Linked DNA regions of Mus musculus: region 2 is linked to region 1. The links are chromatin contacts, called in public HiChIP or PLAC-seq maps. All regions are on one chromosome and are shown on one strand. The core of a region is the stretch at or near the end of the contact, and the rest is flanking DNA. Distances in the headings are between cores, read along the strand shown. Region 1 holds the start of Cd7 (CD7 antigen). Region 2 holds the start of Sectm1a (secreted and transmembrane 1A).

Evidence for each region. HiChIP or PLAC-seq counts read pairs in DNA pulled down with a chosen protein or histone mark.
Region 2: an HNF4G HiChIP or PLAC-seq map of pancreatic cancer cells shows a contact between it and region 1. The contact joins the promoter of Sectm1a here to the promoter of Cd7 in region 1. A contact is called at or near these places in 4 of 39 promoter capture datasets (the 3T3-L1 cell line, the HPC-7 cell line, macrophages and 1 more), 1 of 484 Hi-C or Micro-C datasets (nephron progenitors), 6 of 115 datasets of contacts at active chromatin or transcription factors (CD8 T cells, the SCID.adh cell line, effector CD8 T cells and 3 more) and 2 of 9 other capture datasets (adipose tissue and liver).

What each region holds. Positions count from the first base shown.
Region 1 is chr11:121,036,427-121,042,824 of GRCm38.p6, reverse strand. Cd7 (CD7 antigen) reads left to right here and starts at 3,347. Exons shown (of 4, transcript NM_009854.2): 1 at 3,347-3,532; 2 at 4,475-4,789; 3 at 5,009-5,145; 4 at 5,675-6,078. The coding sequence starts at 3,460. The coding sequence ends at 5,782. It overlaps Gm11775 (a long non-coding RNA gene), which reads right to left and starts at 5,142. Exons shown (of 2, transcript XR_880372.3): 1 at 4,963-5,142.
Region 2 is chr11:121,077,652-121,084,049 of GRCm38.p6, reverse strand. It overlaps Sectm1a (secreted and transmembrane 1A), which reads left to right and starts at 2,911. Exons shown (of 6, transcript NM_145373.2): 1 at 2,911-2,967.

The DNA.
Region 1 (6,398 bases), core at 2,098-4,597:
TGATTCATCAAGGGGACGTGCAACTGTACACCGCACAGAGGAAGACAGCTATCATGGGATTCCCCCCAAAGATGCTCCATTCTCAGATGGTCCCATTACAGTGAGCATGTGACCACCAGCAATACCACAACAACAAAAAAATCAGACCATCCATTCTCTACCCCACAGGAAGAGGTGGCTCTGAGAATTCTCCATCTTCTGACAGATTGGCCTCAGCTTGCGTCTCTTCACCACAGCATCTCTACAGCTGTTTTCCCTGAGTTCATCTTTGGTTTTATTAGTCTCTGGGCCTGTCCCCAACTCGAAGCCACTACCAAAACACTGTCTGTCTGTCTGTCTGTCTGTCTCTCTCTCTCTCTGTATGTCAGCTTTTAACGAGAAAGTTTCTCTGTATAGCCCTGGCTGTCCTGGAACTCACTCTATAGACTAGGCTGACCTCAATTCAGAGATCCATCTTCTTCTGCCTCCCAAGTGCTGGGATTAAAGGTGTGCACCACAGCCTGGCAGTGGTGGCACACGCCTTTAATCCCAGCATTTGGGAGGCAGAGGCAGGCAGATTTCTGAGTTCGAGGCCAGGCTGGTCTACAAAGTGAGTTCCAGGACAGCCAGGGCTATACAGAGAAACCCTGTCCAAAAAAAAAAAAAAAAAAAGTGTGCACCACCGATGCCTGGCTAGAGTCTTTTCCATAGCATTTTTTTTTCTGCTTCTATAACTTTGGAGAGGAGCCTCCTGAATCTTACAACTTTCTGAGCTTCCTGCTTAGCTTCCAGAGACTTCTAAACCTCCCTCCACCACACTCAGGGAGGGAAAGTTTCATTCATTTAGGTTCTGAGAAATAGCCATGCAATGTTTTGCTCAAGGACACTGGACACGTCTATGATGGAACCTGTGTGTGGCCATGCATTCACACGCACAGCAAAATTCAGAGAAAAGGAGCCCACAGAGCAAAGCCGCACATTAGAGTGAAGCCACAGTAAATAAGAGACAGACTTACCCAGCACTGCTGGAAAGTCAGCTGCTGCTAAAAAGAAAAAAAAAAAAAAGTGCAACCCCTGAAAGCCCCAGGCTTTACTCCTCACATCACTTGACCTTCAGGGTCCACTGCCTCTGCCATTTATAGGCGGTGGTACACATCTTTAAATCCCAGCACTTGGAAGGCAGAGGCAGGGGGGTGTCTCTGATCTACATAGGGAGTTTTATTCCAGCCAGGATGATCCAGTGAGACTGTGGGGAGAGAAAGGGAGAAAGGGGGAAGGGGTAGAGGAGGAGGAGGGAGGAGAGGGAGAGAGAGCACACAACTGGGCATCGTGCCTTCAGCTGAATCACTCATCTCAGAGCCTCTCCACACCCTAATCCTCTGCAGTGTCTGCAAGGGCCACACCACGCCAGCTTTTCTTCAGGAGACTTCATGACTCAGTAATAAACTCTGGTGACCCAGCTGTCGTTGGGCTCTCACCACAAGGGGGCAGAGTTGACCTGCCTTACAGGGAGCCCTAAGGAACAAAGAATTTCTGGAGCTTGCTCTCCCCAGGGACCTCTCTACAGATCCTCACCCTCCCTCATCTCCATCTCCACCCTCTGTTTCTCTTGGACCCATATCGTGTCTTATTGTAATCCAAACTTGGGTGAGTTTGCCTCCTACATACTCCATAACCCAGTCTTCAGATAAGCATCTGTGATTCTGATCATTAAACGAGAACAGTAAACCAAGGAAACAGTCAACTTCTGGAAGATATGATTGTTAGAAACAAACCCACAGAATATCATTTGAGCCTGGCTGATGGTGCATGCTTTTAGTCCCAGCATTTGGGAGGCAGAGGCAGGTGAGTCTCAGAGTTTGATGCCAACCTGGTCTACAGAGTGAGTTCCAGGATAGCCTGGGCTACACAGAGAAACCTTATCTCACAAAACAGCAACAACAACAAAAACCACTCGAGCTGAGACCTGAAAATGAAGCCCCGAGCTAAAGACGCTGCCTGGTGAGCTGGAGAGATGGCCCAGTGGAGAAGACCCTGCCTGATGACAGTGGCCTCCAGAGTCACAACCACAGTGCATCTGATGCTACCGCCCAGCACCCAGATGCACAGAGTCTGTGCCTCTTCAATCAAAATAAATGCACTGGGGTTTGGGTCATCACCTCCTCCTGGAGCCCTGGAGCCCTTAGGCACAGCCCATAGGGCCCTGTGTGTCTATGATCTCTGAAACTTGAGGCATGGTGCCCCAAACAGTCAAAAGTGTCGATGCACGAAGACCACATCAAGGTCAGCCCTGCAGAGGTGGCAGCACTCCAGTCCATGTGCCCCTGGTGTGGCCACGGGCATCCTAGGAAGGAGACTAGGTCTAGGTCTTTGACTGTTCTTACTTCCCTGTAAAGTCTGTCTTTCCATGAACTTCTCCCCTGGGGGCTAGGTGCTGATTTCTTTACTGCCCACCTGACCCAGCTCCCCTCGTATTTCTCTCCAATATTCTCAGGCTGCACAGTTCCATACCTGCTGTCCCTGTGTTACCACAGGTGACCTGTCCCTCCCCAACCCTTTGTTCCTAAAATCTTCCAACTTTGACCTTCCTTTACCTGAGTCCCTCTCCCATGTGCCCTCAAGTACCCCGCATGGCACCCCTGTCTACACCATAGCATTCCAAACCCACCTACAGGGGGAGCATCTTCCCCCTTAGAGTAGGACCCCGGAGGAACTGCTTTGAGTCCCTATGTGACACTGTACACACACACACACACAAACTCACCCCTCAGTGTGACACACTGGCTCTGGTACCAGCAATAAAACTCATGGTTGACAAGAGTCCTAGCTCTCCCCCAACCTGGGAACCAGACACAGGGCCCTCGGTTTTGTCCCAGAAGGCAGATTGCTATTGAAGGGGCTCCTAGCCGCCCTTTGGCCTAGCAGATCTGGCTCAATCATGCTTCTAAGGAAGGATCACCCAGGCCGCCAAGGCAACCACAGCCAAGGCTACTGGGTATGCTGTGTCAGGCTGAAACCCCAGTGTGTCCAGACAACAGGTGAGACCACAGACCTGAACACATCCCAGCAGAAAATGACACAAAAGACCAGAGGAAACTTCAACTCCCTCCCGGCCTCTAAACCTTTAAGTCCCTCTAATTTTTCTTCCAGGTTACAGGACTAGTTCTTATTTCTTCTTCCTCTTGACGTCTCCTGTGGAGACTCTTGGTTAAAGATGATAAAGATGTGGGCCAGCCAACCAGCCAGGGAGGACAGTTGGGGTCAGGTGGCTTCCTCCACCTGGCTTGTTGTGTTCCCTGCCCACCAAGCTCCACCTTCATCTTCAGGAAGCCCTCCCTCGGAGCTTCACCACCAATCGCATTGAACTGCCACACCCCTGTTTCTTCCTCTCAGGGTTTTTGGTGTGAACTTTCACAGTGCTCAGTAATGTGTTGTAGCCAGAGTGGCTGATTTGGCTCAGATCACCTGGATTTGGGCGTCATGACTCAGCAGGCAGTGCTGGCTTTGCTGCTTACACTGGCCGGAATCCTGCCTGGCCCCCTGGATGCCCAAGGTAAGCATCCCTGTAGCAGGGCTCCCAGAGAGCATCTCACACACCCACCTGGGGAAGGGTTGGCCCTGACTTGACTTCCCCAAGTCTTAGTCTTAGACCTGGAATAGTCCCAGCTCCGTGGAAAAGCAGAGACTTGAAAGCTTTAGTTTACAGGACTAACATCTACCCTTGGTGCTTGTGAGAACTGTGTTCTTCAGTTCCCTTTCAGAGCAGCTGTCTGTGGGAAGTCTTGTGGTAAGGTGTAAAAGATCTACAATAAGATTATGGGAGGCTCAGGCTCCCAGGCACAATTCTTGTGCAAAACCAGCATAGTGTTCATTCTGTGAGATGCTGAGGTTTGTACTCAGTCTTGCCTACAGGAAAGTGGGTGGTGTGGGTGCCAGGCACGGCAAACGGGGCTGGAATCTGAAAGAGTGAGTATCCCATGAACAAGTCAACATGTGCCCCTTGCGCAGAGCCACAGGCTCTGGATGCCTAGAAATGATGGGGGGAAGGAGGGTGATGAAGAAACCAGCATCGGAAAGAGTAGGCAAAGAGGAGATAGGACTATGGCTGTCTGGGAGTGACTGACTCACTTAAAAGAGAAAGAAAGAGTACAGCCAGGGTGGGGAGTAGTCAAAAGGGAAGTCCTTGTGTTGAGATGCAACAAAGTTGCCAAGTTCCTATAGCATTTCTGCAGAGAGGGGTGTGATGGAGGAGGCATCTCACAGGAATACAAAATGGGAGAAAGAAACCTGGAGGTGTAGAGAGTGCAGCCCCTGTGCACAGCAAAATGAGACAGCATGTGTGAGCATGCGGGTGCGGGTGCTGTGAGAGATGCTCAAGAGTGTGCAAGGACATACATGAATGTAGGATCTGTGGAGCCTCTGAGATACGTGTTAGCGTGTTTGAGTCACCGTGTGCTGTGCGCCAGCTTGGTGCTAACTGGCTGGTTCTTCACAGACGTACACCAGTCCCCCCGACTCACGATTGCCTCTGAGGGGGATTCTGTCAACATCACCTGCTCTACAAGAGGGCACCTGGAAGGGATCTTAATGAAGAAGATCTGGCCTCAGGCTTACAATGTGATTTACTTTGAAGACCGGCAGGAGCCCACAGTAGACAGGACCTTCTCAGGCCGAATTAATTTCTCTGGTTCCCAGAAGAACCTGACCATCACCATAAGCTCCCTCCAGCTGGCAGACACTGGAGACTACACCTGCGAGGCTGTCAGGAAAGTCAGTGCCCGTGGCTTGTTCACCACGGTTGTGGTGAAAGGTAAGGATGTGCCCATCTGACTGTTGGCCAGGCCAGGAGCCCACTGGCTGCTAGAGACCTTCTTTGCACTTGTTGGAGCTGTCTGCTCAGAGCCCATTTCTTCCTGGAAACCTCCTAATGGTGCCCACACCTGGCTTGAACCTCAAGGCCTCCAATGAGGATCCCCACCTCACCTGCTTGTGTCCTCTCCTACCAATGGCTTTGTGTTCATTTTCCCAGAAAAATCATCCCAAGAAGCATACAGATCCCAGGAACCTCTGCAGACATCATTTTCCTTCCCAGCTGCCATTGCTGTAGGCTTCTTCTTCACCGGGCTGCTCCTTGGGGTGGTGTGCAGCATGCTGAGGAAGATACAGGTCAGTGTGAGCCTACGGCTATTATCACAGGCTTAAGGCAGAGATCAGTCAGGATGCACATGATAAGATGCAGAGAACCCTTGGGTGAGGCATCTCTCAGGGACACAGAATGGGAGAGTGAAGCCGAGAGGGAGAAAGTGGGGCTTCTAACCAGGCCCCAAAATGAGTGTGTGAACATGTGTATGTGCCTGTGTGTGCATGCGTGTGTGTGTGTGTGTGTGTGTGCACTATGTGCGTGGACCTGTGTGAATGTAGGAATTCGGAACTTCTGGGATAGGAGTTAATGTCTTTGAGTCACCATGTGCTGTGTGAGAAAGGTCCTGACAATGGTCAGCTCTTCTAACCACTCGACTGTTTGCCCTGGGCCCTCCCTGCCGTTGATTCTGCCAGAGGTGGATGAAAACTGATCATTCCCCCGGGTCTGGGAAAGCTGTGTGTTGTTGAATAAAGGGGTTACTTGGAGACAGGGGTACTTTGCCCAGGTCACCATGTTGGCCAGTGCCTGGGTGACAACAGGCTATCTTTTCAGATCAAGAAACTGTGTGCCTCAGGGATTAAGGAATCTCCGTGCGTAGTGTATGAAGACATGTCCTACAGCAACCGCAAGACGCCATGCATCCCCAACCAGTACCAGTGAACCCCTCTGCCTGCAGTCCCCCGTGCCTTGTTTCAGCAGAGCTTACAGCAGTCCTGCTGGCCCCCACACCCCGCCCAACTCCCCAGCACTCTTCCTGTGGTACTCAAATTCCCCCTTGGTGCTTCTGGGTGGGTGGGATTCCTCCTCTGTAAGCTCCCCCACAGGGCTCTGCAATCTGTCACCAACCCTAGCCAGGTACCCTGACATCAGAAACAAAGCTTGGGGGTGGGGAGGTACCTGCCTTGGAGCCGCCTGGCCAGGAAAAATTAAATAAACACACAAATACATTAACAAAAGCACTTGTTTTTGTTGCTTTGTGTTCCTCCTCCGACTGACCAGGGCTTCTTTCTAGCCAGCTCCTACCTGAAGAGGGCAGGGATTCAGCCCTCCAGGGTTCTGTGCCCAGTGTCTGTGAGAGCAAGGCAAGGCACTGTGGGGGTAGGGGAGCTCTCCTGCCTCAGCACGACACCCCACACAGAGCAGCTCATCTATGCAGGTGAAGAGCCAGCAGCAACAACGTTACCCATTCTAGATGGCCATGTTCCTAAGGGCCCAGCTCTACGGGGACCCTGTCGATGCAGCTCTCAGTGAGAGCAGCATAAAGTGGTAGCTCTCC
Region 2 (6,398 bases), core at 1,662-4,161, 42 kb before region 1:
CATTCCTAGAATCTGGGAGGCAGAGGCAGGCAGATTTCTGTGAGTTCAATGCCAACCTGGTCTACATGCTGAATCCTAGGCTAGCCAGGGCTACATAGTGAGACCTGGTCTCTAAATAAATAAATAAATAAATAAATAAATCTAGCATTTCTGGGCATAGGGCTACACATCTACAATCCCAGCATTGTGGAGATGGGGGCAGGGGACTTCTCATTCACTCATTGAGTCCCAGCCTAGCCTGGGCTACATGAGACCCTCTCTCAACACACACACACACACACACACACACACACACACACACACACACACACCAAAAGAATCCTAGTGCAGGAGGAACAGACTACAACACACTTCTCTCCATCAGAAAGGGTTCTCTTCAGTCCAAATCAGCTACTAAATAATCCATGCCATTGGCCAGCTGCGCATGGGAACACCTATAGAGCTTTGCTTCCCAAACATAGAACACACCATGGGTCAAGAACATAGGACACGTCCGGTAACGATCCTCTATGTGAGCAAGAAGTCACAAAAACCACCAGCAAGCTTCAGAAAGAACTTACAGAGCAAGCCAAGCCACACATTAGCATAAAGCCTCAGGAGACAGCAGAGATACACACTTGGCACTTCTCAAATGCTACTGAATAAATTGTAAAAGGTTCTCAAAAAACATAATGCCCTGAAAACCTGGGGGTGAGATACAAGATGGCAGAGTACCCTGGCAGAGAAGATGTTGGTCAGGAGACTTGCCAAGGCTGAATGGACACTCGTGGCCCTTCTCCACCCATGTGATGGAACAGGGCTGTGAATATTGAAAGAGACCCGGGATGCTGGACTAGAGAGCATGCTTACCACTGAAAGAGAAATGGAGAAAGAGAATTAAAAAGGAAGCTGGCCTGACTGCCACTGTACAGCTGGGATTATTCTAGCCTGCTTGCTCTTCTCTTTTTCCTTATTACTTTCAAAATACACAAACTGGTTTCACTTTCACCGTGTGTGGGCGGTTTCAGAGGAAACAAACTTTACTTAACTGTGAAGGGCATCTCTGTGATGAGATACTGGTACCTCAGCCATCACTTAACCCCTCACCACCGGAAGCTTTGCCCCATAGGCCAGAGGCCCCTTCAGACATACAAAGACCTTGATGGCCCTGCCTGCGAGATGCAACCAGAGCAGGGAAAAGGGCAACAGAAACTTGGGCTGCAGTCTGGGGACAGGGACAAGGATCTAGAAGACATGAGGTCATGGTCATTGGGATTTCTCTCCCATGTGAAATGAGATGGCAGGGGGGTGTCTCTGCAGAACCCTGGAGAGTTCTGCCCAGCCTCAGGATCCTATGCAACGGCTGGATTCCACACTCATACGGTCTTGTCTTTCCTGAGGGAGGCTGTGAGCTTTTTGTTTTTATCTGAGAACTTGAAGGAACTTACTGCTTTGAAAGAGCACAAAGGACATTGTTCTCTGTGGTCAGCTCTGTACTCTGGGCTGCAGGCCATTCTCCTAGGCTCAGTGTGTCCCTAGCCCTTCTCATTTCCTGAATACCTGTGACGTTCTAGATGTTCCGCCTGTGGGACATCAGGTCCCTCCTGCTCATCCCCATAGCGGCAGGCTCCCAGAGTTGCAGTCAGCTTCTTTTTCTTCCTTTTTCTTTCTGTAATTGGGCAGAGGGTGGGGCAGAGAGGAACCACATCCAACTGTCCATCAGTAACTTTCTTTGAGGCTTGGTTGCATTGTGCCTGGAGACTGTAGGGACTTCTTTTAGTGTCCAGAGATTGCTATTCATCCCTGTGCCAGCATGCCAAGTTAAGGCTCGATGTGCAAAAGTATGCCTACTGCCCAGCCCCTCCAGGGATCTTCACCCATAGAGCAGTCATCTTAGTGTTCTCCCACTGGATCTACACAAGGCCATAGACACCTTACAGAGTCACCGTGGGGCCTAAAGTCTTGCCCTAGTGTCCACTGTATTCATGTGGGCATAGGCTTTATAAATGTCTCATCACAGCTCACAAAGTCACTCGGGATGTAAACCAACCCTCTTCAGGGTCTCACAATCTATCTCCTGCCCCACAAGCAGATCATCCCAGGGTCCCTCATTGCATCTACAGCCATAGACTCCTCCTTCCACTGTCCACGAGAAAATTAACAGTGCGGGCACTGAGCTGACCCCACAGCCCTGCTAAGCCATGAGGGATACTGGAGCTGAGCATGGGGCTGGCTTAAGATTGGGTCTACAGCAGCCCGTCCTTTCTATAGCAGTGGTGGACAGCAGTCTCTGCTTCTCACAGTGAAGCTTCTCAAACGTAATCCTTGTTGCGAAAACTCTTTGCAAGGAGCAGTTGTCAAATGCCTGCAGTCTCCTTGAATCTGACATATTTCAGGTGGGGCCAGGGTGTCCTCCAGGGTTTGTCTACAAGGCATAGGACCCTAGTGTAGATTGGCAAGATCTCTGTTCTGGCATTTTACAGTAGGGCTGACAAAGGATGTCACTCCTGCCCATTCCATCTTACCCCTGTCAAACACCCCAAGGATAACCAGATGAACCAAGCTGTCTTCCATAGCTCAACCCTAAGGCACATTCTGACCTGACCCCTGCAGGAAAACAAACCCACACAGCTCCCAAAAGAGCAGCCCCTAAACCCTGAATCAAACATCAGCTCCAGCCAGGGATTTCCTAGAAAAAGCCTGGACCCTCCTCCAGGGTTCCTGAGACGCAACTAATGAAGCTAATACGAGACTTCTACAAAACATATGCATGAGAGAATCACTAAGAAACTCATGGTGCTGTTACATTAACTCAGAGAAGTTCCTGGAAGTTGAATGCCTTCCTACAGAGTGTCTGGCAAGGAACAGGACAGGCTGCCTCATCTAGCCCCTCCCTCCAGGCTTTCAGTTTCCCGTTGGCTTGGACAAGTTCAGTCATCCAGGGCAGCAGTGGAGGTAACATTGGAGAGCTTGCTGGAGAAGGGACAGGTGAGAGGCTGGGGTGTGCGGAAGAGAGGACTTGAGGGCACCCAGGTTCTCTGTGGGCTGAGGGTTTTGTGGAGTGGGGGCTGCCTCACATAAGGGATGAGCAAAGAAGAGCCAGGCCATCAGCCTGGGATTCAGGAAACACAGGAGGCAGGGCTGTGGACAGCATTCAGCAGGGCCTGTGTGTTTCGGGTGCCTCAGGCGTAGCTCTGGAGGGGTAGAGGCAAGCATAGCTCTAGTTCTTCACATTCACAGAGTGGGACAGGTAGCACAGAGTCCTCCTCTCTGCCCTCAAAACATGAATGTGGAGGACTTGAAGGAAGGGAGGACCAAGAGTGCTCCAGGCCTGTGAATGACAAAAATGTACTTGTCCGGTAGCACGGGTTCCTGCAGCATCTCATCACCCAAAGCTGTGTGCACACTTTTATGTAGGATCCTGAACCTTTGCCCTCTCTCACATCCACATCCTGAACATTCACACATGCCCACATGTACCCACAGCGCGCACACACACACACACAAGTACACGTATACATGCACATGGACACACATACACATGCATACACACAAGCACATTTACACATGCACACATATACACACATATACATATGCACACACATACACACATATACATGTACACACACATACACACTTACACATACACGCATACACATGCATACACATGCATATACACACACACATTCATACACACACATGCTTCCAGCCAGACGCCAGACGCCAGGGTGTTCAGTGACTCCTTCCCATTCTCCCTCCTATTTTTTCTTTGAAGATCTCTCTCTCTCTCTCTCTCTCTCTCTCTCAAAAGAGCTCCCGCTTTCAAGTTGATATCTGCAGTTTGAAAAACAAGTTATCTGTCTTGGGTATAAGAGTTGTAGCTATGATGTCTCTGGAAAGTACGGCCCTGAAAGGTCTCAAGTTTTGCAAGGAGGAGAATATCTGTTACCAACAAAGGTGGAGGCTTTCTGTGTCAGCTATGCTTCCTAGTAACATGCTAGGACATAAATGTCATGGGGGCTAGGCACGGAGGGGACACACACAACAGGCCACTACCATGAAGGATGTGCTGGCTGCCATCTGAGCCAGGGTCCACTGTGCATCTGACTGAGCTGGGTGCTGTGCTGGCTGCAGATGGCCAGATAGGACCTCCAGCTTCTGGCCTCACATCTTAGCTAGAGGCAGATGCTCCACTGGGTCTGTGACACTGCTAAGCTCTGAATTCTCCCAAGGGACTGGAACAGGATCTGTGGCCATGGGTGGGAGGGTCTCCAGTTGATGGCTGGCCCTTGGCATTATGTCCTTACATAATGTCCTCCAGGCAGGAGAAACCTTGGTCTACCCTCTGCCTGCTGTGCCTGGAACTAGGTCGGGGAGCTGGGGTACAGCCCTGTCTCTGAAAGGACATCTGCAGGCAGTGAAGAAAGAGCCTGTGGCCCAGAAGAGGGAAGTCTACTGATGGACAAGAACAAAGGTGGTGTCTCTGAGGCCAGGAATTCTTCGGTGGTCTCCAGAAGGGACCCAAAAAAGCTTAGATCACCACAGGACAGACATCTGTGACAAAACAGTAGCTTTGACCAGTCTTAGTGGGGGGTGGCTTTAGATGACTTGCCAAGGCTCCAGGGCAGATTATACAATGGTGCTGAGCCTGAGCAATGTATTTTATATAGCATGGTCCATTGAGACACCTACAGCCAAAGGACATCACTGATGTCCCTTCCCCACTGCCAACACTAGCAGTGTTGTCTACTGAAGAGATACGTGGGAAACAAGACCCAGAAGTGGCAGAGTCTCCCTCTGGACCAAGAGGTGAGGCAGATGGAGGTTAAGATGAGATCCAGCCCCGTGCATAGCCCAATTTGTGGTGGGACAGCACCCCAGAAAGGGACCTCTCTTCAGCGGCTGCAGTTCTGAGAGCAGAAGGGAATCCCAGGGACCCAGCAAAGCCATCACTTATGAGGTTGTGTCCTGGCAGAAACGTTAGAATTGGAGAAAGCGTTTCATAACATTATCTCAGGGAAAGTGTTATGTGGATCTTGTCAGAGATGGAAAGCCCCCTCAAGAGACCTGCCACACCTTTCTAGATGATTCCACCCATTCAGGTTCCCAGAATGCTGGAGAACTGGTTATATGAATCCTGGTGATGGACAGGGGTGGGAAGCACTAAAAAGCTGAGTTTGTAGGTGCGGAGGAAGGATATAAGAGTTGTCGTTCTGGCTGGGAAACAGATCTATAGGGAGATAAAAACCAAGGAGGGGAGATTGTTTTGGCCAGGTGCTGAGTCAGGTGTCAAAGTTGCTTGCTGAAACCTGTAAGGTAAAGGTGAATGCCCAAGGCAAGACCACAGCTGCCTGGTGTCAGGGCTCATGGTGTGTTGGGCATCGAGTCCTGCTTACCCAGTGTAATGGCTGCACATAGAGGACTCTCACACTGGCAGTTTTCAACACAGCTTCAGGGCAGAGTTGAGAACTTGGCAAAAAGAGCCTTGTGTGTGTGCGCACATGTGTACTCATGTGCACATATGCGTGTGTAAGGATGCATGTTTGCGGGTGGATGCATGTACACACTTGTGGAAGGTATTGCTCCTCGACACAGTCTACATTGCATTTTTGAGACATGCTTTCTTGCTGGAGCTTACCAAGTAGGCTAAGCTGGCTACTTCCTATTTCCACTTCCCAGTAGCAAGATTATGAGTATGCGCCTCCATGTCTGACCTTTTTTTTTTAATTAAAGTATTTTAATCTTACCTATATGGGTGTAGAGAGAGAACATCTGTGTGTTGTATGGATGTCTCACCTGTCAATTTAAAAACCTATGGCCTGTAGGGAAGGAGAGAATAGAAGGTGGGACATTTTTAAACTAAAACTTGAAGCTTTGAAAATAAAAACAGACAAGGAAAGTATCTGTATTCTTGTTACTGAGGAAAAGAGATGAGAGAGAGAAGTAACCAAAAAGGGAATTAGCCTTGTTCTTCTCTAAACACAAATGTTTCATAAACCAGTCGGAAGTCAGATAACCCCATGAGAAACTGGCAAGGCTTAGCATGGACAATGTACAAAATAGAAATCCCCCAGGAGCAAGAAGTCCTGGGAGAAGCACACTGGCTCCCCGTGCTCCCCCTTGCTCCTCTTGCTCTCCGTGCTCCCCGTGAGTCCACAAATGTGTGGAGGGAGGAGTGGTGGGTAGAATGGACAGATTCCAGGAAGGAGGGCACTCTGGGCAGGAGATTCTAAAACCCTCTTTGTGTGTCTGCCATTTGTGTGTGATGACACCAGTTGGGTAAAGTCTGGATTCTTGTGGTCACTAGACTGAGGCTTCGTGGATTGAAGAGGAGCTAGGGCAAGACCAAAACCAACAATAAATTAGAAATAAAAAAGGTCCTAGAGTAGAAGCACACACCTCTCATACCAACATTCAGG